Linked DNA regions of Danio rerio: region 2 is linked to region 1. Evidence: chromatin contacts called from public Hi-C data. All regions are on one chromosome and are shown on one strand. Each heading gives the region's core, a stretch centred on a gene start, on an enhancer-like site or on the middle of the called end of the contact. The rest is flanking DNA. Distances are from core to core; before and after follow the strand shown. Region 1 holds the start of foxf2a (forkhead box F2a). Region 2 holds the start of dusp22b (dual specificity phosphatase 22b).

Evidence for each region. A called contact is a pair of places that touch in the nucleus more often than the background predicts.
Region 2: a Hi-C map of hematopoietic stem cells shows a contact between it and region 1, with 3 times the contacts expected there. The contact joins the promoter of dusp22b here to the promoter of foxf2a in region 1. A contact is called at or near these places in 3 of 18 Hi-C or Micro-C datasets (caudal fin, hematopoietic stem cells and an unstated tissue) and 1 of 4 datasets of contacts at active chromatin or transcription factors (embryo).

Annotation. Positions count from the first base shown.
Region 1 is chr2:867,617-870,804 of GRCz12tu, reverse strand. It overlaps foxf2a (forkhead box F2a), which reads left to right and starts at 1,667. Exons shown (of 2, transcript NM_001083815.1): 1 at 1,667-2,979. The coding sequence starts at 1,998. It also overlaps a transcript of znf1014 not described here.
Region 2 is chr2:1,051,650-1,054,575 of GRCz12tu, reverse strand. dusp22b (dual specificity phosphatase 22b) reads left to right here and starts at 1,466. Exons shown (of 7, transcript NM_001017742.2): 1 at 1,466-1,625. The coding sequence starts at 1,605.

The DNA of each region.
Region 1 (3,188 bases), core at 418-2,917:
TTAACGCTGAGACAAATATAGAAAAGGCTAAACTTTGCATGGATAAATGTTTATTGTTATCTAAACGGTTGGGTTTGTCCGTAAACTTCAGTATAAACAAGCTAGCATTTTAGAGTTTTTACCATTAAAAACTCAAATTATTATTATTATTATTATTATTATTATTATTATTATTATTATTATTATCATTATCATAATTATTATTATTATCATCACCCTCAGGGGTGGATTTAGAGATTTTGGGGCCCTAAGCAAGTCCATAGTTCCAAAGTCCTGAAATGCACCCTTTCAGCTTTTATTTAATATTTACTTATATTTCTGATTTTTATATCACTAAATCTTCTTTTCGACATTTTAAATAAATGCAATTTTGAATGATTATTTTTCTTAAATTGATTTTCATCTAAAAATTATATATATATTATACATATATATATAGTTTGACTGCTGGATTGCTCCACGATTAATATTTTATTTTGTGATATTATTATTACATAATACATTACTATAATAATATCATATTTGATTGTATATTAAATAATATTTAATTACGTTAAAACTGTATTTGTTTAACTCCCACCATACAAAATATGGTAGAAAACGATGTTATATTTTATGGTTATAATTTATACTTAGATATGAGGGCTGCTTACCTCGCTTATTAGTTGAATCCACCCCTGATCACCAGAAAAGGTTAGGGTGCATTAACTCAACGCTATAGGTCAAATACGGAAAAACCCAACAGTTGGTTTAAAATTTTTATTTAATTTTTTTTATTGAACCAACGTTGGCTTTGTCCATCTTTCAAAACAGAATTTTAGTGATTTTATCATTATTATTCGACTCCAACCGTTTAATAAATTAATCTATATTAATTGGGCAACAAAAAAAATTATTTTATGAATTACATTTTTAAATTAAGTCAAGCGCACTTTTGCAATTTGATGTTGTTTTTTAGACTAATCATGAATGTTTTTCTGTACTGGAGACATTTTTTTCATACGGCCAATTAAGCTCACTTTCCACAATTAATTAGTCCTCCTCTCGGGGGGGATGATAGGGGTCCGGGACGGTAAACTGACACTGCGCTGTGTGTGGTATCCAAGCACTGGCGCGGCGGCTGATGGAAAAAGCCTGCTTCCACTCATGTCAAAATCATTTATCCAGAACAGCCCTTTACAAGAACTTGTATACACTTAGGAGAGGGACTCTTTTTTTTCGCCCACCCCCATCGTGCGTACTTGAAAAGATGCTCAACCAGGTCACAATCTTACGTGTTCACATTCTTCTCTCCTTGGCGAAGCAATGAACTCTTAGTTCGCGCGTTGTCTTTAGCGAAAAGTGCATGTTTTTTTTTTTACATTTCAGCCTCCTATTTTCCAGTGCCAGAGCTCTCACCAAAACACGCCATTAATTACTGGAGGCCTGACAGCTTTAGCCCCGGTGTTTGGCGTGTGGCGCTGTTGATTGAAACGTCGGACTAGGCTTGATAAATGGCGTTATTGCGTGTATTTAGGTTGTCAGAGGGGAGGTGGGGAGTCTCTCTACTCGGACTCTGCACAGCCTCCTGCCAGACCGATAGCTGGAGGCATGCCAGACATGGAAAGGGGTGGGTCCCACAGTTTGAGGAGATTTTTTGGAGGAATTTAGTGGGGATCTAGGGGGCAGAGAGAGATTTACGAATTGATAGGTGGTCGCGTTTTGTTTGGCCGCACGTCTTTGCGCCAGAGGACTCTGGAGCATTGAGTTTCCTTCTCTTAAAGGATTAGTCCTCGCGATGGCCACCAAGAGACTAAGGAGGGGTCGCTATACTGGCGACACACAGCTGGTGGCTTCAGCTAGGAGCGCGTCCTGCGAGCACAACACAATCCTGGCGCACTGACCTCGCGGAGATTTGTGGAGCACCAGTCCCTTTACATATTCGATTTTCATCCTGAACCGCATCTGACTTCCGTTTCTGAAGACTGACCGAGTCCTTTATTCATCCAGCATTTGCGATGACCACTGAAAGCGCGCAGCAGCAGCTGGACCCGCCGCCTCCCCTCAGGTCCAGCCCGGCATCCAACAGCATGCACTCGGCTCTCCAAAACACGCAGACAGTGCTGGAAAGCACCACTGCCACCGGCAATAAAGGCAAGAAGTCCAATTCAGGCATGAGACGCCCAGAGAAGCCGCCTTATTCCTACATCGCCCTGATAGTCATGGCGATCCAGAGCTCTCCGACAAAAAGGTTGACGCTGAGTGAAATCTACCAGTTCCTCCAGGCTCGCTTCCCTTTCTTTAGGGGTTCCTACCAAGGCTGGAAGAACTCAGTCAGACACAATCTGTCTCTCAACGAGTGTTTCATCAAGCTGCCCAAGGGCCTCGGGAGGCCGGGTAAAGGTCACTACTGGACCATAGATCCCGGGAGCGAGTTCATGTTCGAGGAGGGCTCTTTTCGACGCAGGCCTCGCGGATTCCGAAGGAAATGCCAAGCTCTCAAACCGATGTACCGGATGATGAACGGAATCGGCTTCGGCGCTTCAATGCTGCCGCAAAACTTCGACTTCCAGTCGCCCTCCGCATCACTGGCCTGCCACGCCAACAGCTACAATCTGGACATGATGAGCAACGCGGTGCAGGGCGTCCACGCGGGATACGACGGCCTCGGTGCTGGTCACCACGTCTCACACATGTCTCCCAGTACAGGCTCTACGTACATGACCGCGTGCCAAGTGGCCTCTAACGGAGAGTACGGGCCAGACAGCAGCAACAGCCCGCTGCACTCCCCGCCGACCATGAGTGGCTCTCTGGAGTGCCATTCGCCGTACGGAGCCGCTTCGGCTCATTGGGCCTCATCAGGTGTGTCTCCTTACATTAAACAGCAGCCACTGTCCTCCAGCAGCCCGACCTCCTCTGGATTACACTCCAGTATGCCTCCGTATTCTCTGGAGCAAAGCTATCTGCATCACAACGGCAGAGACTCGGCTGACATCTCAGGTAAAGCCGCTTTTACACGCACGCGCTCCATAAGTGTTCACATTTCCACCAAGCTTAATAATTCAGTTTAATGATCGCAAAGTTAATGCATTAGCTCTTATTTTCAAATTAGCATACATATCCAAGATTTTAAATGCTGACAATTTATGCACAAAAATTATATTATCTTAGACAGTATCTTAGGCTGTTTTGGGGCAATCTCGTTGTGT
Region 2 (2,926 bases), core at 217-2,716, 180 kb before region 1:
CATCATTTGGCAAATATTTAAAAAAGAAAAAGAAAATCAAAGAGGGGCCAATAATTTTGACTTCAACTGTATATATATATATATATATATATATATATATATATATATATATATATATATATATATATATATATATATATATATATATATACTCTGTTAAAATAGTTGGGTTAAAATAAACATATAACCCAACAATAGGTTATTATAGCACCTTCCCAACTATGGGTTATTTCAACCCAATGCATTGGGTTATATCATATAATCCAATGCATTGGGTTATTTTGATTAAATGTTGTTATTTTTTTCATTTGCTGCTAGTACTACTATTAATTTTATAATTATGGCTGGGTAAATAAATAACATATTTTTTTCAAAAAATATTGAAAATGCTTTATTTCCATTACATTTTAGATCCAGACACTTTTGTTAAAACTAATTAAGAATCACAAACGAAGAAGAAACAGAACAAAGCCGACAGTTATAAACTCTGCAAGCAAATCCTGTGTTGATGGAGCAGAATATGGAGCTCTGTGTGCTGTAGAGGCCGTCCAGCAGCTGCTGCAGCTTCACTCAGTGTCCACAGTGTACAATACAGTTTAACCACATCTAAACACTTCTAAATGATGGTCTTGGATGGTGAAACAGAAAAAAAACGACACGGAAAGGTAATTTAATAAATAAAATAACTAACAATATTATTGCGCTATAGCTTAAACTTTATAACTCAAAAACATTACGCACACATAATGCATCTGTTTTGTGTCAGAAATTCACATTTTTAACCCAACTGTTTGAGTTAACAAATAAATGACCAAATAAAGGTTAAAAATAACCCAACAAAGCAGCAAATATGTTCAACTCAACCATTGGGTTAAATAAATAACGTATTTTACAGTGTGTGTGTGTGTGTGTATATATATATATATATATATATATATATATATATATATATATATATATATATATATATATATATATATATATATATACATCGGATTTATGGCAATAAATACAAATCACAGATTTAACAACAAAAGTTAGATTTCACAATGGCCATTTACAACAATTAGAATTACAATTCATTAATTTTCCTTCGACTTATTCATCAGGGGTCGCCACCGCGGAATGAACCACCAACTATTCCAACATATGTTTTGCACAGTAGATGCCCTTCCAGCGGCAACCCAGTACTGGGAAACACCCAAATTCAAAACACCACACTCTGCTCTGCTAAAGCTCAGATCACTGCGGTCAGAAGCCTACTAACCTCCACACATGCACTAACTGAGGTAAAGTTGGTTTTATATCCGCACTTTCAAACTTTCTCCTGAATAATATAATTTCAGAGAAGTGTTATTTGCAAATTATAAGTAGTGAAATCATACCAGCAGCCAAATCACTATAAAATACAACCATCACAATAGTGCGCACTGCGCCTTTAAGAGAGGCTAGTCGAAAACTCCGCACACTTGAGTGAGTGAGTGAGTGTCAGTGGACGACAGTAGAGTTGGATGTAAGCGATTAATATTATCGATTAGAAACTGTCGATACGAGCCTCGTTTCAAGCGGAATCCTGCAATACCGGCCACCGCACACACCGTGGCATGGGAAACGGCATTAATAAGGTAACTCAGATGGACACGGCTGAATTCCCGTCACTGCTGTAACTTTAAGGGGGAATGATCTGCGATGAGGGAAATGAGATGAGAATCAGATCGCTCAACCCTTCAGGTGTTTGTTGGAGATGTTAGACAAAAAACAGCATCAGGATTAGTCTTGGGGATTTTAGCAGATCCTAAAGAATTAAAGTTATCTGGATAAACAAGAGTGAGTCATCAAATCACGTGTCTCGAAGCGCTTACTTTCGATTACGACGAAACTGATGAAAAATCGCACATATTTAGTTTATTGACTCAAGATAATCTGTAGAAGAGCGCGACATCTTAACAACGCGCTAGCAACCACATACAACACGCTAGCAAACAAACGCTACTCAGCCTGCTAACCAGTCATAGATATTAACACCCTAGAAACCTTTTGACAACTACTCAAAACACCAGCAACCAGTTTGTAGTGTACTATAAATCACTAAAGAGCACTTTTGGCAACGGTCCACAACACCCTAGCAACACCATAGCAACATGCTAACAGCCACTGAAAACATCTGCCTAGCATTGTGTTGTCGGTTGTTGCTAGATCGGATGCGGTTGCGAGAATTATTTATATTATTTATAAAATTTCACATTTGTTGTTTTTTATTAACGTCTACCCCCACCCAACCTTAAACCAACCTTGAGTACTTTAAAAACAGTAGTTGTACCGAGTATTATTTACGTTATCAATTAAACTTCTAAATAAATTGTAATTTTTAACGTCTACCCCAACCCTAAACCCAATCGCTACAGTACTATAAAAATATTAATTATAGTTATAGAGTGTCATATGAATGCTGCTATATTGATAAGCATATCACACTTCCGGCCAGCTGCGTATCCCGTCTAGTTTACCGCCAAAACATAACTCGACCGTGTGGCTGAACGCCATTTTGGAATTAAAATCTTCTGTTTACATTCTGAGCAGAACTTTATTAGGTGTTGATCTTTATAGTTTATATATTCTGAATTATTAGCCCCCTGTTTATTTTACATTTATTTTAAATTTTAACACTAATATTGCTGAAGGGGGCTAATAATATTGACCTTAAAATGGCTTTAAAACTATTAAGGACTGCTTTTATTCTAGCCGAAATAAAACAAATCAGACTTTCTCCAGAAGAACAAATATTAGAAGAAATACTGTGAAAATTTCCTGAATCTGTTGAACGTCATTTGGAAACATTTGATAAAGAAGATTACCTGCTCTGCTTTAAGATTGTTGAATCGTTTGTTTGTTTGTTTGTTTGTTTGTGACTGAGCAGTCCTGCTTG